2 separate regions of the Mus musculus genome follow, and region 1 is linked to region 2. Evidence: chromatin contacts called from public promoter capture Hi-C data. All regions are on one chromosome and are shown on one strand. Each heading gives the region's core, a stretch centred on a gene start, on an enhancer-like site or on the middle of the called end of the contact. The rest is flanking DNA. Distances are from core to core; before and after follow the strand shown.

Region 1 (3,537 bases), core at 379-2,878, 2.3 Mb before region 2:
AAAACAAAACAAAACAAAACAAAACAGGTAAAGAATTATTGGTAAGAAGAGGCTCGCTCTCTTTGGTGAAGCCTTCTACAGGTTGAATCAGAAGCTTCAGAGATGTCGCCCATACTAGAGTGGACTTTTCAGTGATGGATTTGACTTCCCCATTCTTTCCTAAGTAAACTCAGTAAATTCAAATGTTCACCTAGTTAGACTTAGGTGGACGCTGGAATTCATGTGGTCTGCACTCACCCTCTAGAAAAGCAGCAACTGAGCCACCACTCCAGCCCCATCAATAAAATATTTTTAAAACCAAGAAAAGAATGTATTCTGACAAGTCACTGTAGCTTGTCTGCCCTGCTGACCTTAGTTCAGAGGCTTCATGGCTCCATCAGTAGCTCTTCTTTGAGTTGGAAGTCTACTCTTAGACCAGATAGGTAGCTGTGTTTGACCTGTTCCTCACCCTCCTCAGGCTACCAAGCTAACTGGCATGGTCTTCTCATAGCCCAAATAGAGATGCAGGTGGGTTGGAGTTAGAATGGGTTTGGAATTGACACAGTGTGTCTCTGCCCAAACACCATCAGTCAAAGCAAATCACTGGACCATGTCCAATGTCAAGGTGTGGGGTCATGGGCTCTGCCTACATGAAGCCAAAGGGTGTGAATGTGGGGATAAGAAGAACCAGTATTCCTTCTGCTACAAGTCAGAATAGATAACTCATCGCTACCTGAAGGAATTCTTATAAAGTATCTTTTGTTTGTGTTTTTCTGTCTTAGCTTGCTTTCTACTGTTGTCATAAAACACCAAGACCAAAAGCAACTGAGGGGGGGGGGAAGGTGTTTGTTTGGCTTACTCATCCTGACCCATCCAGAAAGAAAGTCAAGGGAAGAACTCAAGGCAGGAACCTGGAGGTAGAGGCAATCCAGATACACTGTTTAATGGTGTTCAATACCTTTCTCGTACCTTCCTGGACCACCTGCATAGGGGTGGCACCGTTTGTAGTGGGCTGGACCTTCCCACATCAACCATTAAGAAAATATCCTGCGGGACTTGCTTATTTGATGAAGGCATTTTCTCAATTAAGGTTCATTTCTTCCAGATGATTAGTTTGTGTCAAGTTGCCAGTGGCTACTACACTACAATATCATTTGAAGTTACATTTGAACTGTTGTGAGTGACTAGAAGACGACGAAGACGACACTTGCCAAATGATGGGGTTTGTTCAAAACTTGGTGACCTCTAACATCTTATGATTTCCCTTGTGTGGGGAAAAAAAAAAAAACCCCAGCCGAGCATGAAACCTCCATTGACATGAGATTGCCTTGTGATTTTGTGCTTGCATCTGTGGTCCTGCTTTGACTTCTCAATTCTCAATCCCTGGAGTTCAAAGTGCACACCGCTTGTCCCAAGCCTGAAACGAATGGCAATTGGAGGTGCCCCTGAACAGCCTGTAGTGAGTGAACTGAAGCGGGGGGGGGGGGGGGGGCGGTGCTGGCGGGGACTTGGGGGAGCGTGGAGGAGTTACGGGTGAGAGAAGAGCGTGGAGGCCTCGTGGGTCGTCCTGGAGGCGGGTCCCAGCCAGATGTGCTCAGTTGCCACGCCCTCGCTGGTGCACCGGAGCGCTTCACCCAACAGAGTATCTCTCCAGGGCGCCCCCAGCCACTCACAGCTCCAAACGTTCCCCAGCTCTCCACCTCTGCGCGGGCTGCCACAGAGCCTGCCAGCTGCGCGCAAAACCAAGGTCCTGACCAGCGAAGCAGAGAAGAGGCGGTGGCCCCTCTGTTTCGTAGGTCCTGAGGGGCTCAGGACAAGAAAGGAGCCCACCCCCGGCCAGTATGCAGCCGCCCTGGGGCCTGGCGCTTCCTCTGCTGCTCCCCTGGGTGACAGGTGGAGTAGGGACCAGGTGAGTGTTCGCATTGACCCTGGTTCCCCAAGCCTGAACGCTCCTTTTGAAGCCCTTTGTCGTTGACCAGCATATGTAAGGGGTACCTAGGTGCTGGGGTTGAGGTGTCTGTGCGTCTTGGGATGCATTTCACCAGGACACCGCACCGAGTGCCCACCAACTTTCTTCCCTGCGTCCCTTGGGTAAGGTTTAGCCTCGGGTGGTCTGTGGATTCCGTTCCCCACTTGGCTGAGTTTGTCTTGTCTGGCGGATGGGGGGAGGGGGGAACTGGGCGAATAGATCTTGGCTGTGTTTGGGATTTGGTGCTCTGCAGCCACCTCCGGTGCAGGCAGATGAGTGAGTACCTGGCACGGTGTAAGTTTAGTTCCTTCCACTGCCCCTGAAGGACGCCCACTGATTACCAGTCGTTAGTTTTGCTAGGGAAGGAATGAAGAAAAACAGGAGGATGCAGAGCGCGCATTTTCCGCATTTATTGTTGAGCGCTAAAGCAGCTCCTTGCTGGGCTCCTGCTCTAGCTGCCTTTGGATTCGGGGTGATGAACTGGAAAATATGCGCTGGTAAAAAGATAGCTGAACCCATCCTTGTTTTTGCCACTTCCTTCTATTCATGAGCTTTTCTGAGCCCCAAAATATTTCCCTGTGAGAGCTACAAAGCCACATAGTAAAAGCACATAGGCATAGTGTGTCATGTAGACCAAGCAACTTTCAGACCATTAACCCAGCAGAAGTCCTTAGTCCCTGTGGCTTCAAAGTATTATTATCGTTGCCATCCCTGTTTTGAAGGGGTGAAAAATTAGGCCGCGTAACCTGTCCAAAGAGACAAAGCCAGTTAAGTGGCAGAGCAGGAACAACCCTAGTCAATGTGGCCCATCCATCATCCTCCACACTGGAGTAGGGCAACCTTTCAGGAAGACTCCCTAGAACACACACACACACACACACACACACTCACACTCACACTCACACTCACACACACACACCCTTCTCTACCATTATGGCTTGCTTCTTCCTTGCATGTCTGCCTAGGGTCTCTGTGCTGCAGAGCTAAGGATCTTTGGGATGACTTAATCATTTGTTGGTGTGGCAGGCTCTCCTGTGTTCCATGGGAAGTATAACAGCATCTCTGGCTGCTATAAAATGCCAGTAACAGCTTGGACACTGCCACCTACCCAAGTCGGCACAGTTTATGAAAAAAAAATCTCCAGATATTTCTCTTATATTTTTGGTCGTGAACCTAGCCTTTAAAGGCCCCAGATATTTCTCAAAGTCACCTAAGCAGCAGGCTCCTTCCCAGCTGAGTGAGGTTTTTCAGGTTTTCCTCTAGGGAGAAGAGGAAGGGGCAGAGGAAAAACCCTTGGTTTGGCTCCAGCTCCTTAGCGGTGACTTTGTTTAACTCCCAGGAAAAAGTCTTTCATCAGGGTCTGCCACGGTATTAAGGGATTTTGAAGTTCAAACGGAACAACCCTCAAACCAGGTTCTTAGAATGTATAGTTGCAAGTTTCAATTTCCTTCCCGTGATAAAAATGTAAGCAGAGGCAATTTGCTCCAGTCACATTGGAGAGAGTCATGTTTTGTTAGAAAGCCCACTTAAGAAAGACCAAGTGCTATGTGGAGATGAGATTAACAGTTCTTCAACAGCGGGCAAACCGA
Region 2 (3,963 bases), core at 1,011-3,510:
CCTCTGACTGCTCCCGGCTGAGCACTGAGAGAGTAACCTTTTTAGAGGATGCCATTTTGAAGTTTATAAAGAAAGTTCTGATGTTGAGCTGTAGAAGATGGAAAGAAAGAAGAAAGACAATAAACAACAAAAGAAATCACAATGGAGGAAATATCTACAGATTATAAACTAAGGATATTAACATTAGACTTGCTCCAAATCTTTATAGTGGCAATTTACTGAATACTGACTATGATCATGGCCTAGATTAGGTGATTTTTAGAAACACAGCTATGGTGTGCATGTATTAGTATTTACGAGGTACCTAGAACCCTATTATTAGCAGTTACCTCTTAGAATCCTGCAGTCATCTTGTCCAAAAGTTCACAATAGCAACTCTTTGGAAGAACTCAGCAGGGATATCTAAAGAACATTTTCTACGCTTCCCTTCAGTGGCAGGCATACTTGACCTCCTCACACCGTGCACACACCCTTCAATGGCTACCCCACGACATGCGGTGGAAGATGGAAGTGGGAGCTCTTTTGGTGATACTGGAAGCAAATGGAAAACACTAGGGGTATGTGACTCTCACCAGAATATGATGATGCTGGCATGGAAGGAAATCTGCAAGGGCCACTGAATTCAAATACTCATCTATCTCTAAAGTCCGTGGCCATTTTTAAAAATTCATCTCTTAATAATATTAAGCATGTTTACAATGCGGGTTTTTTTAATCATAGCAACCCTTTGTTCCCCTTCCAACTCCTTTCAGACCCCTGCTCCACATCTCACTCCCAATGTAATCTTGTATTTTCCATAGCCTACTGAGACTAAGTGATGCCCATTCTTATACGAATGGGTGTTGGGTCATCTACTGAAGCATGGGCATCCTAATAGGGGTCAGTTCCTTAAAGAGAACTGACACTTCCTACCCCAGCAGCCTCCAACTGCCCAAGTTCCTCAGTTAGGGGTGGTACTTCGTGGAACCTTCTCCCATCTGTGTTGGTATTCTTACTGGCTGACTTAATTTTATGTAGATCTTGTGCAGGTAATTTTTTAGGCAAGAAATCTTTGAACTTCTTAATAAAGTCCTCTAAAGCACAGACAAACCATTTATGAAGTACCCCAGGCAATGGAACCGATGATTCAGGAACAACACATATACTACATTTATTATTCAAAAGTGTTCCATTATTGATTGAAGTCTAAGTCCTAACCAAGGAAATATCACACAACAAATACAATCACCCCCCCCCACACACACACACACACACACTTCTAACTTCAGGTGTTTGCAGACAAGTAATTCCAAGCCCCAGATCTGATCACCATATGAACTCTAACCAATCCTTCAAAGATTCCTTAAACTAAGAGAAGCACTTTAATAACAGGCAGATTCTGGAACTGGACACCTCAGATTTACATCTCAGTTTTGCCACATTCCAGGCTGCTTTCATTTGGGATGCTGTGTGTCTCAGCTTTTCCATCTATACAATGGGATTAAGAAGCGTCTGCCTCAAAGGATGTAAATAGGGCTGTAAGAAAGTGAGCTGCTGTTCTTTATAGGGACTCAACATAGAAGCACCCTTCAGTTTGTGAAGGCAGATCCTAAAACGGATCCTCTCTAGCAGGCAAACAACATGCATCTATTGGGCCATGAAATGTGGGAGACAGAAATGAACTTCTGAGTCCAGCCCCGTAATCATCCACACATAAGCGACTAGTAAGTAGTTTTGCCTCCACCTAATTTTTCTGGCTTCTTCCAGACTCCCACATTTAGGCCCTATACACAGGAACAAGGATAAAGCAGTTAACTAATTGCAGTGTGTTGCCAAGAGAAAAACCAAGCTATCATCTCAAATCGTGGTGGCTATTTAAGCATTTCCCTCCCTCAGCTCCCCTCCGAGCCCCAGTAGTGAGCTGGGAAAGACAGCATCATGAAAACTGGTCGGAGCATTCCTCCCACCCCCAACACACACACACACACATACACACACCACTCTCACGAGGGCTGAGTTCCCCAGGCCACTCACTGGGCAGTAGCGCAGGCCCAGGAGGGAGGCCACAGTCGGAGGTGCCTAGACTCCACAGCGGCAGGGACACAGCAAAGGGAGGACAGGTTTGCGGAGCGCCAGCCGTCAGTCAGCGTGACTCAGCGCTTTGTTGCGGGCCTCCAGAAGGCGGGAGTCTCTAGGTCTCAGGGGCCTTGGACCGGGGGACACACCCTTTATTTACCCTGGGTTTGGATTCTCTGACTCCGCCCCATGGCTCTCTGGATCTGCCTTTTGAAAGTCGGTCCAAAGAGTGATGCGCACCCCGGCCTCTTGGGGGCGCGCTGCCCGCCTCCCAGGAATGTATGGGACACTCAAGTGCTCTGCAGCCCCTTAGAATCTCTTGGAAAACCTGTCCTCACTCAAGTCATCTTGTCACCCAACGCTTCGTATGAGCAAGAATGTTTTCTAACCACTTGTCCCGTTTGGGGGAGTGACTCAGCCTCTCTATGCATTATCCCCAGTGAAATGAGCGTGGTAAAGCTGACAGGACCAAGACTGTAAGGCTGTAATGAGAATGAAATGAGCATGTCTCCGCATAGGTACTACACAGTTATCTCTCATAAATAAATACGCTTCTTGCTGTTTGCCAATGAGAATGGGGCAGAGGCAGAGCAGATGTAAGAACCAAAGAATCTCTGTTCCTGCTGAAAGAGAAGGCACACTCTAATAGGGAATCATAGAAGGGCTTGAGTTTTGTTGGGCTTCAAGAGCAGGCCTTAGAGAGTTAGCCTCAGGAGGTGAGGGTTTGTCCACAGCCAGGAAGCAATCTAGTTTTCCTAGGACTTTTAATCAGAAGACAGGCTACCATACGCAATGTTCTTTAGATACCCGGAAGTTCATTGTCTTTTCTTGGAAAAAGAGTGAAAGTGATGCCTCTTTAAAAAAAACAAAACAAAAACAAAACTACGAGCCTGGGAAACTGAAAAGGAATAAACAGTAAATGTCTTTTTACTTTCCAGCTCTGTGGGTCTTCCGTGGAGACTGCTCCCATTTGCTTTTGTAGCCAGAAACAGCCAGAGACAACGCCTGCTGAGTGTGGTGGCTGTGTTTTAATAAAAATTTGATTTTGGATAATGAAATTAGAATTCATAAGATTATGTTTTGAATTCGTACAATTCTCAGCTGTCATGAAAGTCTTCTTTTGACTTTATATTTCAGCTGGTTTTTGGGGGGCATGGTTCCCCATATCCCCGGCTGGTCTTACCTCCCTAGAGAGCCTAGGATAACCTTGAACTTCTGACTTTCCTTCCCACAGTTCCCAAGTGTTAGGGTTACAGTGAAGCATTCACCAGCGTGCCCAGTTTTACATGGTGCTGGAGACTGAACCCGGGGCTTTGTGTATTCTAGGCAAGCAATCTACCAACTGAGCTAGATCCCCAAGCTCTTCAACCTCAAGATGTGAAAAGGCATTCTTACCTTTCAGACTACAGATTTCTGCTGTAGAAGAATGGGGAAGTGGAAGAACAAAGACTTTTCCTTGGTGCTCAATTGGGCAGAACACACTAAAAATGGGAACAGTAGAGAGGAAAATATCATGGCCTTTGTACAAGGATGACATGCAAATTCATAAAGTTGCACTCTCCCCTCCCTGCCTCAATTCATGGCCACACTTGGGTGTATATAGTCTTTTCTTGAAATGGCTATCTGTCTTCCTTAATGCCGATACCCAAATCTATATTAAAACGCATTCACAATAAATTCTGTTTTTTAACTCTTTTCCCTGAGCTTTTCATATCAGTGGGGTTCAAACTGACTCTGCCTACCTTCAGCAATTCAAGACTAACAGATTATGCATGCAAACTTCAAACTGCTGTGGACTAATAAGGTATTGGTACTTCCCATCTGTAATTATTTCTGAAATAGTTTCCACATAAAACAGAAGTATGAACACCCTGGCTGGCACATTACAGACCATATAAATAAACTGTC

Evidence for each region. Promoter capture Hi-C pulls out the DNA fragments that hold promoters and counts their contacts.
Region 1: a promoter capture Hi-C map of cranial neural crest shows a contact between it and region 2. The contact joins the promoter of Egfl6 here to the promoter of Pir in region 2. A contact is called at or near these places in 2 of 39 promoter capture datasets (the 3T3-L1 cell line and cranial neural crest).

The regions. Positions count from the first base shown.
Region 1 is chrX:166,583,807-166,587,343 of GRCm38.p6, reverse strand. It overlaps Egfl6 (EGF-like-domain, multiple 6), which reads left to right and starts at 1,628. Exons shown (of 12, transcript NM_019397.3): 1 at 1,628-1,888. The coding sequence starts at 1,821.
Region 2 is chrX:164,267,728-164,271,690 of GRCm38.p6, reverse strand. Pir (pirin) reads right to left here and starts at 2,260. Exons shown (of 10, transcript NM_027153.3): 1 at 2,014-2,260; 2 at 1-88. The coding sequence starts at 55.